Regions from separate parts of the Sus scrofa genome. Here region 1 is linked to region 2. The links are chromatin contacts, called in public HiChIP or PLAC-seq maps. All regions are on one chromosome and are shown on one strand. The core of a region is the stretch at or near the end of the contact, and the rest is flanking DNA. Distances in the headings are between cores, read along the strand shown.

Region 1 (3,733 bases), core at 95-2,594, 38 kb after region 2:
GCCTGGGACTTCCATACGGGTGCGGCCGAAGAAAAAAAGACAAAACACTGAAAGTCATATAGCTTCTCTGCTTTTTTTTTTTTTTTCCCTTAAGGTATGTTTTGGGGCTTTGTAGTTTACAGCTCAAAGTAATGATAGTAGCAATCAATACAATTTAGCAGGCACTGTAACTATGTGTTTTATATGCACTAACTCATTCAATACAATGACCTCATCAACTTGGTGCTGGAAACAGTATTGCCTGTTAAGTTAGAGTGCAGACTTGAGTCAAATAATCTGGTTTGGAATCCTGGCTCCAACATAGTATTAGCTATATCACTTTGGACAAATTATTTAAGCTGGCTATGGTGCAGTTCACTCATCTACAAGGCTTATAATAACTACATAGGGTCTTTGTATTTTTAAAAAAAAAAAAAAGTCAATACATGTAAAGAGCTGACAACTGTTCCTAACACAAAGTAGGCACTCAAAAAATATTAGCTATTATTCCCACCTTACACAATATAAGCAGCCCAGTAAGTGGCTGTGTGAAAATATGAATCTACATCTATCATGTTTACATGAGTTCCATTCTTAACCAGAAGAATGAGGTGTCTAAAAATCCAAACCCCACAGTTGCTGCTTGATTAAAAAACTTGGTGAACTAATTTCTTGACTACAGATCTTAGGGCTGGGTCAAGAAATTCTGTACACCAGCCAGTCAGTGTCTTCATTCTATGAATAAGGAAGCAAGCAGGACGTTTATCTCTGGCCTCTGAGCAGAGGTTAGATAACACACATCTACTCCTGACTCCCAGACACACGTATCCGCATGGCCCACACATTCACCTTTGTTCAAAATCACCCCATTAAAAAGCTTAATGCTCCCTCAACCTTTCGAACTTTCTATGCAAGGTGACATGTGCTTCCCATCTCAAGAGTATTGAAGCGAAAAAGTGACACCCTAAAAGCCTGAGGACGGCAACTGGTGAGGGGTTTAAAGGACAAAGCCCCAAGTGTTAATCTGCTCAATTTTGGTGAAAAAGCTCAAGGTTTCCACTGCCTCAAATATAAGAGTTGCAAAATGCAAGTCTCAGCGCCGACAGCAGAGAAAAGGGAAGGCGGGGTCTGGATGCAAAGATCCTCGGGAAACTGTGCCCAACTGTGCCTGCGGTTTCAGTTTTACTCTGAAGGCTTGGTGCCCCCCTTTCCCAACCTGCACTGGTCGCAGCAGCGCTGTTACTTACTTGCCAGCGTCGCGCGGGGAGGTGGAAAGCTGAGCTGCAAGATTGGCCAGGCTCTCTGGAAAAAGCACTTCCGGCAAGTGGGGGTTATTAGCCTCCCACTTCCTGGGAGCCGGAAAAAAATCAGTCCGGCTGGAGACCTAACCACCCCTAACTGGTTCCCAATTCCAGGCTTTCTGTCTTGGACTCTAACATCTTGATTCTAGTGAAAGCCGGCTTTGGAATTCTTAGGGCATCTGAACGGTCCTTGCCTTTCTATTCCAGGTTTCCCAGCCAGAAGAATCTGCTCCGCAGAGTTCGGGAAGGTGGAGTGAAACTACTGGAACCATCTCAGAGTGATGGTGGTGGAGCAAGGTAGGAGAGATTTGGAGTCTAGGCCAAGTATGACTTGGCCAAATTGCTTGCTATCTCTGGAATTCATTTTTTTACTTTGCGTAACAACAAAGTTTCTAGGATCAACGGGGCACATCTCCCTTCTCATTGGGGTCCTGAACTAATACTAGCTAAGAAAACAAACACCTGTTTCCACTTCATTTTCTTTGCTGCTAACTGAAAACTTAGTTAAGAAATAAAAAGCACCGGGGCAGGACTTTCACTTCCATGAAAGACGTGGTAAGAGTCTTGGGCTTGAGGGTGACCCGGAAGTTAGATTATTCCTCCTGTCGCTCTCCGCTTTAACTTTTGTTTGTGAGCTAGGTGACCTTGAGCAAGTCCCTTCCCTTCTCTGAGCTTCAATTTCAGTCTGTCATCGGGAGTTCCCGCTGTGGCACAGCTGGTTAATGACCCCACTTGTCTCTGTAGAGGTGCCAGTTGGATGCCCAGCCCACTGCAATGGGTTAAGGATCTCTCCTTGCTGCAGCTATGGCGTAAGTCGCAGCTCTGGCTCGGAATGAATCCCTGACCAGAGCACTTTCCTACGCCGCGAGTGCGGCTGGAAAAAAAAAAAAAAAAGGAAGCACCACTAGACGTATCTGTCTGAAGACAATGGGAGACCTGAACCGGCCCAGGATGGCCAGTTTCACATTCCTCCAGATTCTATGTAGTCTAGCTTCCTGGTTACCAGCTCTCTCAAGGTTTAGCTTCGCGTGCAGAACGGGCTCACAGCACATTCTTCCTGATGCTAACCCCTTCCAGCCGCTATCGGCTTTCACTTTTATTTCCTCCTCCGTCATGGCAGCGCCGCCCCTTCCCGTTACGCGACACCCAATGAAACTTTGGGTCAGAGAAACAGCTTCTCCGCCCTGGCACGGGAGCAGACTCAGACCCGAAATCCTCCCGGTGCTGGGACAGGGGCGTGACGCCAGCGGTCGGGCGGAACTAGCACTCCCAGTGGGCAACGCCTCGGGCCCAGCCGCGCAGGACTCCAGAGCCCGGCAGCGAGGCCCGCTGGGGGCTGGAGTCTTAGCGACGCGCGCGCACGTGGAAGGCAGGAGCCGAAAGTGGGAAGGGGTCGGCAAACACACACGCCTACCGGTGAGCACCTGTAGAGGTAGTTCGGAGAGGCGTGCTTCCCCAGAGGTGGGGTGTGCAGGACGAAGGGGCGTGTTGAAACGGGCACACCGTACACACCCACCCACTCGTTCGCACGCGCCCAGGCCCGAGTGTCGGGAGAGGCAATGGAAGGGGAGTATCAAACCCAGTTGATCTCCGCCTCTAAGGCGGCGCGCGGAAAAGCAGGGTTCTCCCCTGCAGAGGGGCGGGGGCGACCGGGCACGGCCGCAAGCCGCTGCGGAGGGAGGGCTGGGGGCGGGGCGAGGGACAACCGCTGTTCTCGCGGCCGCACGTTGGCGCTCGGAGCGCCGGCGGCGGTCGCCCGAGCAGCGCCCGTGCGCGTGCGCGCCTGTGGGCGGGGCAAGCGAGGGGGCGTGTCAGAGGCGGGGCCGGGCGGGGGGGCCGGGCTGGCCTTCGCTCCTCCCCCTGCGCCCGCTCTGCCCCTCCTGGGCCGTGTGGGCCGGGCAGCCATTTTGGGAAGAGCTTTGTTATGGTTGTGGGCTCTTCACCTCCGCGGGAGCAGGAAGCGGGGGACGCGCCCTGAGACGCCGCGACTGGCCCCTAGCTGGAGCTCCGCGGCTGCCCGGTGAGTGCGCGTTGCGGACACCTGGGCGGGGGGGGGATCTCGCGTCGTCCGGCGCGGGCCTCCGCCCGGTCCCCGACCGAGCGGCTGTTGCAGCAAGTTGCGGGAGGCTCTCACACAGGTGGTTGGGTGTAGGTCGGTCCGGGGAGCCGGGGGCGAGCCCACGCGTCGTGCGGTTCCGACGCCGCACCTCGCCCGGCGCGGGCAGCCGTGCCCGCGAGCGTCGGCGCGGCTCCGCCTGAGCGCTCCCGCTTCAACTTCGGTCTTGGGGTCGCCGTGCTCACCTGCGGCTCCCTGGCTCCCCTCCAGGCGGTCCGTCTCGGTGGTGGCTCAGCAGCCTGGTGCCCGGGTGTCTCTTTCTTCCCTTCCTAAGTGAGCGCCGAGGGCTTTTGTTTTCCAGGGATGGAAAGTCTAAGGAAGAAAGCGAGTGAGGCAA
Region 2 (3,926 bases), core at 1,366-3,865:
ACAAGAAGCCGAGGAAGGGAGCTTGTCTGAACGGTACAATTCTGAGGGCAGGTTCCTAAACAAGGGGATGCCTGCCTGCACGACAATTCCGAGGACAGGCCCCAGAAGACAATAAGGCTCGCCCACTGACATAGGTGGAAAACTAAATTTCCCACGAAATAATTTCCATTTTGTGTTGCTGAGTGGGGATTGTTCCATGGATGACTTAGTCTTTGCTGTTATTCACTTGTTATTCAGTTTTCCTCAGTTTCCTGATTATTTACTTATTCTTCTTATTTTCCATTCTTATTTGCCTGTGGGGACTTGCGATTTAACAAAATTACAATAATAAAATAATAAGAATTTCATCCTGAAGGACTTTTCCCTATTCATATCCAACTTAATTAAAACATAGTGTTTATGTACTAACAAGTTATAGTAAACTTTAGAGTTAGGATTTTAATGAGGTTCATAGAAGTTATATATTATTCTGGATCAACAGAAACCCGGCTATGAGTTTTGTCCTTGATTTTAGAAGCTTCTAAGCGGTAGCTAATTAAGTTGATTTCTATTTTCTCATACTGTCTTCTTGCCATAATGCTTGAAGATATACATTAGTCTAAAAACAAGATTTGCAAATGCCAGATTTTTGTGTCTGTAACCTCTTCAGCTTGTGAAAAGTGGCTGGCCAAGAGACGGTTTGTGCTGAGTCTCCTTTTTCCCACATGACATGCTGCACCTGTTTGTCCTTGAATTGTACTCATTAGATTTAGTTAAACTGAAAATTTTAAAACCTGATGTATTGCTACTGTACCATGTGATCAAAAAACAAAGCCTGATCGTTAACCAATGTACTTTTAACACTATGATGTAATCTGTAGTGAAAAAGCTGTCTATATAATCAACCACTTACGCCAATAAAATCTGAGCAGTCCAGCGCCCTGGAAGAAGGGACAAAGAGGCTGTCTCCGTTCTTTTGCCGACGTCGTCCATCTCCGATCGGGATGTGTACACCCTGGCCGCCAGAGCTGGCCTCCGGCAACCGAGGTCCCTATGGATTCAAATCCTTCCAGTGTCACCTAGGCAATGCCCAGGCTTACATTGAAAAGCAATCTCTTTTGCTCATTTCTAAGTCTTTGACAACTTTTCTTGACAATGGTTCCCTTTTAGAATTGGGGGGTAATGAAATAAAAAAGAAGGAATAGAAACAGTGCTGAGAGTATAAATAGTTTTGGGGCCCAGGGTAGGCTGCCCCAAAATGTGCCTCAGTGGTGTACTGATTATTTTGAATTAAAGTTACTTAAGGCGTTGTGGCTCAGCAGAAACGAATCTGACTAGTATCCATGAAGACGCAGGTTCCATCCCCGCCCTCACTCAGGGGGTTAAGGATCGGGCGTTGCCGTGAGCCGTGGTGTAGGTCAAAGGGGCGCCTCAGATCTGGCATTGCTGTGGCTGTGGTGTAGGCCGGCAGTACAGCTCTGATTTGACCCCTAGCCTGGGAACCTTCACATGCTGTGGGTGCAGCCCTTAAAAAAAAAAAGACCAAAAGAAAGTTACTTAAGAGATGGCAAGAGGGACACTCCGACTGTCCTTTCTATCTTCCTGAAAGCAGGAACTAAATCTCTCATGCGAAATGGGCACCCCAAGGACAAGCCCAAACTCTGTTCAGATGCTTCACTGATTGACTTCTTTGTCCTGTGAATTCCTCATAAATGTATTGTTTCTCCGTCTAAAAAGTATAAAAGCTGCCTGCTTTGCCCACTTCTTAGGCCCCATTGCTCTGAGACTTCTCTGTGAACAGCTAGCTTTTGTTTCTTTTTTCCCGTTAACCTATCCTGTGTCAGTGTTACTACTAGTCCAGCCGCAAGAACTCAGGGTGGGTAGAGGGGACTACTTCCCCTCCCCGGCATAATTTGGCGAGATTTTTGCTTCAGATGTGGATTATCTACAGGGTACATACGTGGTAGCATTGGGTTTGATGCAGCATGTTTTAGTCCCTGTGGGCTGGGGTCAGAAAGCTTGAACGCCGTTTTTAAATGTGCCATATTGTGAGGTTCTCCAGTTTGAACAACCGCACGGCTTGAGCTGTCCATTTGGTCCAAGGAGGCCTCCATTCACAGTGCGGGGCCAGTCAGGCAGGGACCCCGAGGACCATCCCAGTGAATGGTAAGGAGCAGAGAAGTGGCAGGCCGGCCACTGGGTGTGTGCGTGCGTGGGTGTGTAGGTGGGTGTGTAGGTGTGTGGGGGTGTGTAGGTGCGTGTGTAGGTGTGTGTGTGGGTGTGTAGGTGGTGTGTAGGTGTGTGTGTGTGGGTGTGTAGGTGTGTGCGGGTGTGAGCGGCAGACCGGCCACTGGGTGTGCGTGGGTGTGTGCGTGCGTGCGTGTGTGTGTGTGCGTGTGTGTCCCTGTGTGTCACCAGCACAGACGTTCGCTAGCTGCTGAGACGCCACGAAATTCCAGAGCGGGTCGGCGGAGGCGAAAGGCCGGGCCGGCCAGCCTCGGGGGGCGCGCGTCCGGCTCGGCCGCGGGGCCTCCTCGGCGGGGAGCAGGCACGAGGCGCGCGCCCGGCCGCGCGGCCCCGGGAGCGGCGGCGCCCCAGGAGCGGAAGCGCAGTGCGCCTGCGCAGACGCGCCGGCCGGCCGGGCGGAGAGGCCCCGTCGCCGGCCCCGCCTCGCCCCAGCGTTCAGCGGCGGGTCCTGCGCGGGGTGCGCGGCCTCGTCGCCCCGCCGGCCTGCCCCGCCCCCTCCGCGCGCGCGCTGGTCGCGACTGCGCGCGCCGAGCCTGCGCGGGCGCCGGCGGGAAGGGGAAGCGGCGGGTAAGGAGGGCCCGCGTCCCGGGGGTGTCTCTGGCGGGGTGGGGACTTTCCTCTTCGGCTCCCCCCGGCCCTGGGGACCCTTGAGGAGCGGAGTGCGAGGAGCCTCTGCAACCGGCTTCCCCCCCCCGGCGGTTCAGGTGTGCCGGATAATCGACGTGTTTTCGCCCAAACCGTAGCGTCGTCTGCGCGCGTCCGCGCCTGCATCTCCTCTCCCCGCCCCCACCGGGGAAGCCGAGGCCGAGCTCCCGCTGGTCCGCGGTCACCTGGTGCGGCCCGGACGCCTGCCCCGCGATTTAGGTCGCGCCGGAATGTTTATCTGCCTTTAGTGTCTCGGCAGCTTAGGAGTAGCTCTCCGGGTCCAGCCCCCAAGTGAAGCACAAAGGCCTCATTTGTTTTGACGCTGGCTCGTCTTGACATTCTTTCTGACACCCTGTGCTGAATAAAGCAGCCTCCATGTGCTCTTGGTAGTGAATTCGAGGCCACTGAACATAGGTCCCTGTTTTCTTCCTCTGGGCGTTTCCTAATCTGTCGTTCAAGTTCGTATCTCTTGGGGCACATACCTCACATCCCTGTGCAACGTCCCCAAATTATGTGCTTTCCTTTTAGGAAAAAAAACTCACCACCTGCTGCCTTGTGGAATGAAGTACCCCACTGGCAGTGGGGTAGTATCAGCAGTTACTAAGAAGCATACTAAGAGTTTTCTACTGTCACTGCCAAAGTGGATTCAGTAACTTTGGGAGGTTTTTTGGTAGCAAGAGGCAGCATTTTAGCACAATGGCTGTGCTTGATGCCTTGAAGTTGGGGGCAGAGAAGGTACCTTGTAATTAACAAACCACTAGGGTCCAAAATCTGCTGATGGAAGAAGAAATCTGAAACAAAAAAGCACAACAGCCATGCCATGTTTAATAATATCTACAGGTCAGATTTCTATGTAGAGACAAATACACTGCCTTTATATGCCAGTTAAATGTAATATGTTGACAGTCACATAGCACTGATGTGAAGTTTTAGCTGCTCCGTTGGAACTTTTCAATCAAATTTCTCAGGTTAATTCCTAGATAATAGTGATAATCAGCTTAGTTATTTTTACTTTGATAAGTGTGATTGACTGCTATAAACGGAACCACTTTTCT

The links. HiChIP or PLAC-seq counts read pairs in DNA pulled down with a chosen protein or histone mark.
Region 1: an H3K27ac HiChIP or PLAC-seq map of alveolar macrophages shows a contact between it and region 2. The contact joins the promoter of GPBP1L1 here to the promoter of IPP in region 2. A contact is called at or near these places in 1 of 47 Hi-C or Micro-C datasets (blood) and 2 of 2 datasets of contacts at active chromatin or transcription factors (alveolar macrophages and skeletal muscle).

What each region holds. Positions count from the first base shown.
Region 1 is chr6:165,707,620-165,711,352 of Sscrofa11.1, forward strand. It overlaps GPBP1L1 (vasculin-like protein 1), which reads left to right and starts at 1,345. Exons shown (of 12, transcript XM_021096736.1): 1 at 1,345-1,577. It overlaps TMEM69 (transmembrane protein 69), which reads right to left and starts at 1,364. Exons shown (of 3, transcript XM_021096737.1): 1 at 1,227-1,364.
Region 2 is chr6:165,668,438-165,672,363 of Sscrofa11.1, forward strand. IPP (actin-binding protein IPP) reads left to right here and starts at 2,616. Exons shown (of 9, transcript XM_021096725.1): 1 at 2,616-2,793.